Regions from separate parts of the Sus scrofa genome. Here region 2 is linked to region 1. The links are chromatin contacts, called in public HiChIP or PLAC-seq maps. All regions are on one chromosome and are shown on one strand. The core of a region is the stretch at or near the end of the contact, and the rest is flanking DNA. Distances in the headings are between cores, read along the strand shown.

What was found. HiChIP or PLAC-seq counts read pairs in DNA pulled down with a chosen protein or histone mark.
Region 2: an H3K27ac HiChIP or PLAC-seq map of alveolar macrophages shows a contact between it and region 1. The contact joins two enhancer-like sites. A contact is called at or near these places in 2 of 47 Hi-C or Micro-C datasets (embryonic fibroblasts and skeletal muscle) and 1 of 2 datasets of contacts at active chromatin or transcription factors (alveolar macrophages).

The regions. Positions count from the first base shown.
Region 1 is chr13:151,337,764-151,341,588 of Sscrofa11.1, reverse strand. All of the region lies in intron 6 of IFT57 (intraflagellar transport protein 57 homolog), which reads right to left. Among named protein-coding and RNA genes, the nearest start is that of IFT57, 41 kb to the right of the region's middle. Within about 2 kb of position 2,023, at least 3 of the 83 cell types and tissues checked have an H3K27ac peak or open chromatin away from gene starts, as enhancers often do. A contact at or near this core is called in alveolar macrophages, where this site is marked.
Region 2 is chr13:151,593,930-151,597,877 of Sscrofa11.1, reverse strand. No RefSeq gene overlaps it. Among named protein-coding and RNA genes, the nearest start is that of CD47, 170 kb to the right of the region's middle. Within about 2 kb of position 2,222, at least 2 of the 83 cell types and tissues checked have an H3K27ac peak or open chromatin away from gene starts, as enhancers often do. A contact at or near this core is called in alveolar macrophages, where this site is marked.

The sequences.
Region 1 (3,825 bases), core at 774-3,273:
ATAAACACATGAAAAGGAGCACAACTTCATCAGGGAAAATGCAAATTAGAATGACAATGAGACATCACAACAAACCTGCATGACTAAAACTCTTTGTGGCTCAGCGGTAACAAACCCAACTAATACCCATGAGGACTCAGGTTCAATCCCTGGCCCCGCTCAGAAGGTTAAGGATCTGGCTTTGCCATGAGCTGTGGTGTAGGTTGAAGATATGGCTTGGATTCCACATTTCTGTGGCTCTGGCATAGGTCAGCAGCTGCAGCTCTGATTAGACCCCTAGCCTGGGAACTTCCATATGCTGCGGGTGCAGGCCTGAAAAAAAAAAAAAAAGGCTAAAACAAGGCTGAATGTTGAGGAGGCTGGGGAGCAACAGGAACTTTCATACACTCTTAGAAGGAGTACAAATTTATATAACTACTTTCAAAAACTAATTGGCAGGGTCTGCTAAAGTTAAACACATGCATATGCTATGACCCAGTAAGTCAACTCTTGGTAAATGGCAATAGAAATGTATACCTATGTTTACCAAAAGATATGTACAGGGATTTTCAAATCAGCATTATTTATGTTAGTCACAAACTATAAACAACTCACATAAGCCAGATGTGGGTTACTCTGGAAGGGTAGGGCCTTGGGTTAGGCAGCTCTACAATGAAGGAGCAGACCGCTGTAGGTTCTGTGGCTAGGTAGCAAGTCCTTGCTTGGAAGGGGATCTGGACAATTGATCTCTGTTTTAACTACAGGGAACCAGACTTAGTTATTAAAATGATAATTGTAGCTGTAGTGGTAGAGAGGTAGGGCCAAGTGTGTGCAGTTCCGAAGTGATCAGTCTCGAGATTTCAGTGTGAAACACTGATGTTCCTGTGACACACTTAGTACTCTATCCACAGTCAATGAGAAAATTCTCTGGAAATCTGATGGCAAGAGATCAGATTAAGTGAAAGAGGCAGAAAACACAGCTTGCTAGAAGGAGTTGCATATGTCTAAGTTCACTTAGCAAATATTTCTGGGACAGGTCAATAATTTATCATGCTTTCTGCAAGGATATGAGCAGAGTATTTGCTTTCTCCATGCAGAACACTCCCTTCTCTAATGACAGAACATTATTTGTATTCTTTCTCTTTGTTGCTTTGCATAAGCAGTTTTGCAATTCTCTTCTTCTGTCCTAATTAATTATTAGATTAATCTTCAGCTTCATCACTGCTCACATTTATGTATGTATTTGTGTGTGTGTGTGTGTGTGTGTGAGAGAGAGAGAGAGAGAGAGAGAGAGAGAGAGAGACAGACTGTCCATTAAATTAAATAACTTTTTCATGAGATTAAATTACTTTCTTAATGAAAAATGCCCATCAGGTTGCAGGATAATTGCAGAATGCAGCTTTCCTGAATTTTTAAATGTGCCATTTTTCTTTGATTGTCAGCAGCCTAAATCTTATGTGGTACACCTTTGTGGTGTGAACGCATGGTTTTTCTTTATAATTGTGCAAAGAATAAACACAGACTTACGAAGAATTTGGTACGTATGTGTGGTATACGCTGTCTGTGTGTATTTGCTGCAGGGGGTGTGGGAATCATACTGGAAATGAATCATACTGGAAATAAGTGTTTCCTCAGGAAAGTACCTGTTTTCTAGATATTCCTCTTGTAGAGAAAAATAAGACAGTGCATACAGAGGGCAAGCAAAGGCTATTACAGCAATCACTGGGATCCTCACACCTGCCTTTAGTTGAACTGAAACTGGAGATCCATAATCTCTCCATAAAATACCCCGTTAGTTAAATAATTACATTTCTAATGTGTGCTCATATTTAGATCTTTACTAACTACCATCTGTTACTAAGTGTTTTCATATGTTGACTCAGACTTATTTTTCATGCTAACTCTATTCACACCCCTTTTATATGGCCACACAAATCTTCTGAGTGGGGGTTCCCAGATTTAGGAAGGAGTTATAAGCCTTGAGAAGAGATTTGGCAAGGCAGTGAAAGAGGCCCTCCTGAGAATGCAGGAACAATCTTAGGCTGACTCAGAATGTCATTATTTCACAGGATGCTGAGTAACCGTGGTGGATAGCTGGAAAAGATGACCTTGCCAGTCTCTTTCAACTTCAAGAGTCTAGTAATTGAAACTCTGATCTCATATGGATACTTAAAAAACAAACAAAAACCAAAAAAATGGAGTTGTCTGCATATCTGAAGAACTAAGAAACATAAATTGCTACCTCGGCATAAAGAAACAATCACATATGATGGGACAAAGACTATGGGGGCAAAAACTTGTCCAAATATTAAGAAATCTGTAATAAAACACTCTGATAGTGAGAACTACTCTAATACTGTTGATTAGAAAAATGAATCAAGGCAATTAAAAAGTGCATTATGTAGGGAGGTCCATATGATAAATGGTTTCTGCTTCAACTCATATTTTATATTAAGTAATTAAAAAGGAAACATTAAATTATACTTTGCAATAATGAAATATTTAAGCAGTGTAGAAATTTCAATTATAACCAATGTGTATTAGCTCCATGCTCTCAATCACAAATGTCTATTTGAGGTATATCTGCTGTGAGGCATTAGTAACTTCCCTCTACAGCATTTACATAACATGGCAGTCTTTATTGGTTATTTCCTTAAAAACCTCCCACTGTTGAAGCTCTTTAGTTACAACCGATGGTAATCTCTACAGTAAAAACACTTGTTCTCCTATTTCAACTTGTGATAAATGAAACCTTTCGGGATCCAGTTGAAACATTTATCACATTCAGGGTAAACAGGAAGGAAGGCATCATCCACTAACTTTAAACACAGAATATCCTGAAAGTTCAACAAGACTGTGACAGAAGCAGCTAAAAGTCATTTCCAGTTGCTTAAGGATGGCTGGGTTTTTTTTCCATCTTTTTACAGTATTTTTGAATGTATAATTTAGGCATAGTATTCTTTTCCACAAACCTAATAACTGTCTATGAGCCTCAGGCTACAAAGGGAAAAAAAAATTGACCTTGAGAATACAATCTTAAGTCCACAAAATAACACTATTTTTAAAAAATAATACAGAAATCAAAAACAGTATTCTGTCTTGTGTAGTCTCCCTTAAAGAAAGCTTGCCTGTAAAAGTCCATCAGTGAATATTTCTGCTCATTCTCTGAGACGACATGGCAGTTGAGTAATCATGCAGGCTGCTCTAAAAATGTATGTGTGTCTAGTTAATTTAGGCAGTTTATTTTGATAGCATTCACCTCCTTTTGATTATAGCAGGTGTTTCAAGGATAAATTTGCTGAAAATTGTATTTTGTTTAAACAACAGCGGCATGTACATTTATGGCCTTACTATATTAAAAAGCATTTATTGTCTGGCAGCAATAGATACAATTATAAACATTTGTGACAGTAATTGGAGCTATTACTCCTGCATGGAGCTCATGGAGACCAACTTATTGCCACCTGTATTTATATTTGTTACTGATAATTGTAAAAGCTCATTTTTAAAATTTGGTGCCTTTTTTTTTTAATTTTGTAAATATTTTTCAACGAAAGGTCCATTTACCAGAAAATCTATAAGGATTATAAATTTAGTTTCTTCATTATTCAAATAACAGCCAGAATTCCATTTTATGACTAATATATTCATAAAATGTATTCCTGTGTGTTAAACCACAGAATATATTATTCCTTTTTGCTCATGGTTCCAAGAATCCTATCAATATAGCCTGTCCAGAACCAGAGTACACGTCTTAAGAAATGCTCTTTATTCTAAAACTGTAATAATTTATAAATCCCTACAGGTCAGAAATATTTAGAAAGCTAAATTTTATTAACATTCTTC
Region 2 (3,948 bases), core at 973-3,472, 260 kb before region 1:
CAAAGGGCAAGATTGATGAGACCAGAGCTATTTATCTTAGTGAGTAAAATAGCAATTTGGCCTTTATAATTGAGTCCTGAGATGTTCCGTTTATGGAATGCTTCATTATGTGGAAAGGAGGATTTGCACAAATTTCAGTTCTACTTCTCTTGCCAGGAGGAATCAAAGTGGCTGATAGTCATGTCAGAAGAAAGACACACAACCCCCGGGGTTCTCTGTATTCAGGACAGAATGGCTCCAGGCTGGTCATCTGGGAATCACTTTAAATTAGGTTTCCACTAGAGCCAGACTGTACCCTGTGGAATCTTCTAGAGGGATTTGTAAATTGCCTATCTGAATCGGTTGACTGTCTGGCTGGCCATGCACTGTTTCAACGTGTGTGAAAGTTCTGAGAAACATGTGTGCCTCAACCCCAAAGAGGGGTTTCACCAAGGAGTTGATCTCATCTGATTTGGGTCAGGAGCATCAACCGGTCTGGTGGTGTCACTCGCCAAGACCAAAGCAATCACATAGGCATCTAAACACAGCCCGGGAACGTGAACCTGCTTCTTTTAAAGTAAAAGACACTCCACACTGGATGTTTTAAATGTAGGTTATTTAGTATCACAAGTGCTTTGCCTTTGGACCTGTGGTGCAGTAGGTTTAAAGTGCTCATCAGAAACAGCACACCTTATACTGGCGTCTTATTTTCTACAGGGTTGCATATCACTTTATTCCTCATGGACCTCAGGCTGCCACGGCTTCCTTTGCTTCTTGATAATTTCAATACCTCTTGCGTTAAGTCGAAGCCAAATTCACCTGTTTCTCCTCCCCAACCCCCTCAACAGGCAACCCACATTCTCCTACTTTCTCTGGGGATCATATTGCTTAGCTCTCCCCTCTCTCGTTGAGGCAGCAGAGAAAGCAATTTTTTTTTTTTCCATTGAGCTTCCCTGTTGCTGTTTTTATTATTTAACTCAGACCATGTAAATCACCAGTCGGAGGGTGGCCTTTGGATGAATCTCGTTCCGAATCTCAATTGACTGGAGCAAAGACAGTGTGTTTTCGGGCTACTTTTAAGAATCTCACTTTTTTCAGCTTTTGCCCATTAGGATCAATTATGATCTTTAAAATAAAGTGCCTTTGGCTAGTATTGTGCAGGGTCCCCCTCTTTCTTCCGCAGCAGGTCAGCGCTTACTCTCTTAGGGAGAATTTTCAAAGAGGTTTATGAGAGAGGATCCGTGGTGGCCTTTAATCCATGTGATTCTTCAGAAGAGAATGCTGAAGCCTGCTTTGTGGTTATTGTCCTTTAATTACCAGTGGCATCAGAAAAAGAAACCACAGCGTAATCTCCTATTGGTGGGTTACACTGTAGGCAGCAGGCAGAAATCTTCACCAGGGTGGGTGGCAGAGGGGAGTGAGCCTGCCTTCTCTGTGTCCTCAAATCTTGATGGTAGAGTCTCCCCGGGCCACATATCCACCTACAACTCTACCAAGTCTCATAGCCTGGGACTTTATGAATTCAACAGTACATGTGCCCCAAGCCTGTGAGATCTAAATACATACAAATATAGAGTAAAAGTGAGCCTTGATTATTTACTCTATGCCAGGCACGAATCCTACCTCATCCTCTAATCAACCCTTTGAGGTAAGATTTACTGAGTGCCTGTGGCGGCTCAGCAATAATGATCCCGACTAGTATCCATGAAGACATGGGTCCGATCCCTGGCCTCGCTCAGTGGGTTAAGGATACGGCATTGCTGTGAGCTGCAGTGTAGGTCACAGACAAGGCTAGGATCCTGCATTGCTGTAGTGGTGGTGTAGGCCAGCAGCTGCAGATCTGATTCGATCCCTAGCCTGGGAACTTCCATGCTGTGGGTGCGGCCCTGAAAAAAAAAAAAAAAAAAAAAAGTTTGCTTAACTCTTGTTGCAGGAAAAATTGGGCTCGTGGTCATGTCCTAGGTCTCGAGTGAGGCCCTGGGATGGGTGCCAAGTGGAAGCATGTTTATTTAGAGAGATATACGCTCCATAGACGGTGGGTGGTCTATCTCAGAAGGTGAGGGAGGCAACCTCAGGGCAGGGGGTCCTCTGAGAAAGTGAGAGCACCCTGGGTTGTCTGGGTGCTTAGTTTATGTGGGCTGGATAATTTCATATGCTGATGAGTGAGAGGGAAGGTCTATCTTGGAGAAGAGTTGAGGATTTCCAGGAACTGGGGAACCACCCACTTTTTGGCCTTGTCCGGTTGACCTCACAACTGTCATGGTGCCTGTGGATGTGTCATATAACTGCCAATGTATTACAGTGAGTGTATAATGAGGCTCAAGCTCCACAGGGAGTCAAATCTTCCACCATCTTGAGTCTAGCACATTCTAACTGGTTTTCGTGGTGTCCTGTTCTTTTTAATGACTGTCATTCTTTTCACGCCTGTGCTTTGCCCCCTTCCTTCCTATTTCGTTCCTGATGCGGCAGGAATTATTCCAAGTGCTACCTATGTACTAACTCACTTATTTGATCCTCCTAATAGTCCTATGATGTGGGTACAGTTTTTGGACCCCATTTTGTAAATGAGGAAGCTAAGGTCCACAGAGAGGTTAGATAATTTGCCTAAGGTCATCCAGCTGGCAAGTGGTGAAGCTGGGATTCAAACCTAGCCGTCTGAATTTCAGATCCTGTGCAATCAATGACATCTGTCTCTGCAAAAGATACCTTATGGAGCAGTAAACATTCCCGGTCTCCTGTGACTGAGGAATAGTGGCTGCTAACATAGGGTTAGGACTCCCCTGCTCCCAGGTTCTGCTGGTCCTTGCTTTGGCTCCCTCACTGTTTTTGCCACAGGCAGCCTGTGCAAGAATGGTGGTGGCTCCCTGGTTGTCTCTGCTACTACTACCTGGAGATTTTCCTCCATCTCCGCTAATGTGATTTCTCATATTTCCCTTTGATACAGCTTTTGTCTGCTGATTTCTATGGAGATTGGCTCCCTCAATACTTTCTTCCATATAACTGCCTCTAATTGCCAAGAAATGCCTCTTCTGGGTTTGTTTACGTGGCACTGTGCCTCTGTCTGCTCAGACCATGGCCTCCATGCCCTGTCTGTGTTCCTCTGCTCTATTAGCATTCTCTGCTGCATGAAGGCTTTGGAAAGAGCCATATTTCTCTGCCTTTGCCAGGAAGAAACATTTTAATATTGGGACTTCAGCTAAAAATTGACTGCCCCACTGAGCACCCCTAGGATACAATGCAATCTCTCCTAGTCATATGTAGAAATTCAGGAATGTTCTGACTTCTTGTTGTTGTTTGTTTTTTGTTTGTTGTTGTTGTTTTGGTTGCATCCACAGAATGTAGAAGTTGCTGGGTCAGGGATCAAAGGATCAAATCTGCACTACAGCTGTAGCCAGAACCACTGAAGTGACAACCCAGATCCTTAACCTGCTGAGCCACAAGGCAATTCCATGTTCTGATCTGTTTCAAGCATTTCATATCTGGTGTCAAAGAGGTTACTAAAAAGATAGGAATCCTGCCTGCTACATTGAGACAGAGTAAAGAGAAACAGACATGAATTTTGGAGGTAAGCAAACCTCAGATTGCATCCCAGTTCTAATGCATACTGTGTGGCCTTTGGCCACTTACTGAACCTCTCTGAGCTTTCTTCTTCCATGAAACAGAGATAAAAACACCTCACAGTGTTTTTCGAGGATCGAAAGTGATGGTAGGTATGATGTTCCTGGTATAGACTAGGTATGTGATTGCTTTTCTGCCAATATTTTTTGGCTGTTGAACTTAGCCTCTTCGGAACCCATTTTCCTTATTTTTAAAATGAAGCGTGAGGCTAAGCTGACTGCTAAGGTCTCTTCCAGTTCAGAGTGTCTCGTATATCAAGCTTGGGAAAGGTTCCGAGTGCTTTCTTTCCTGATATTATCTCGTGTGATCCTCTAACAACCTTTTGAGTTAGGTCCTATTATAATTCACATT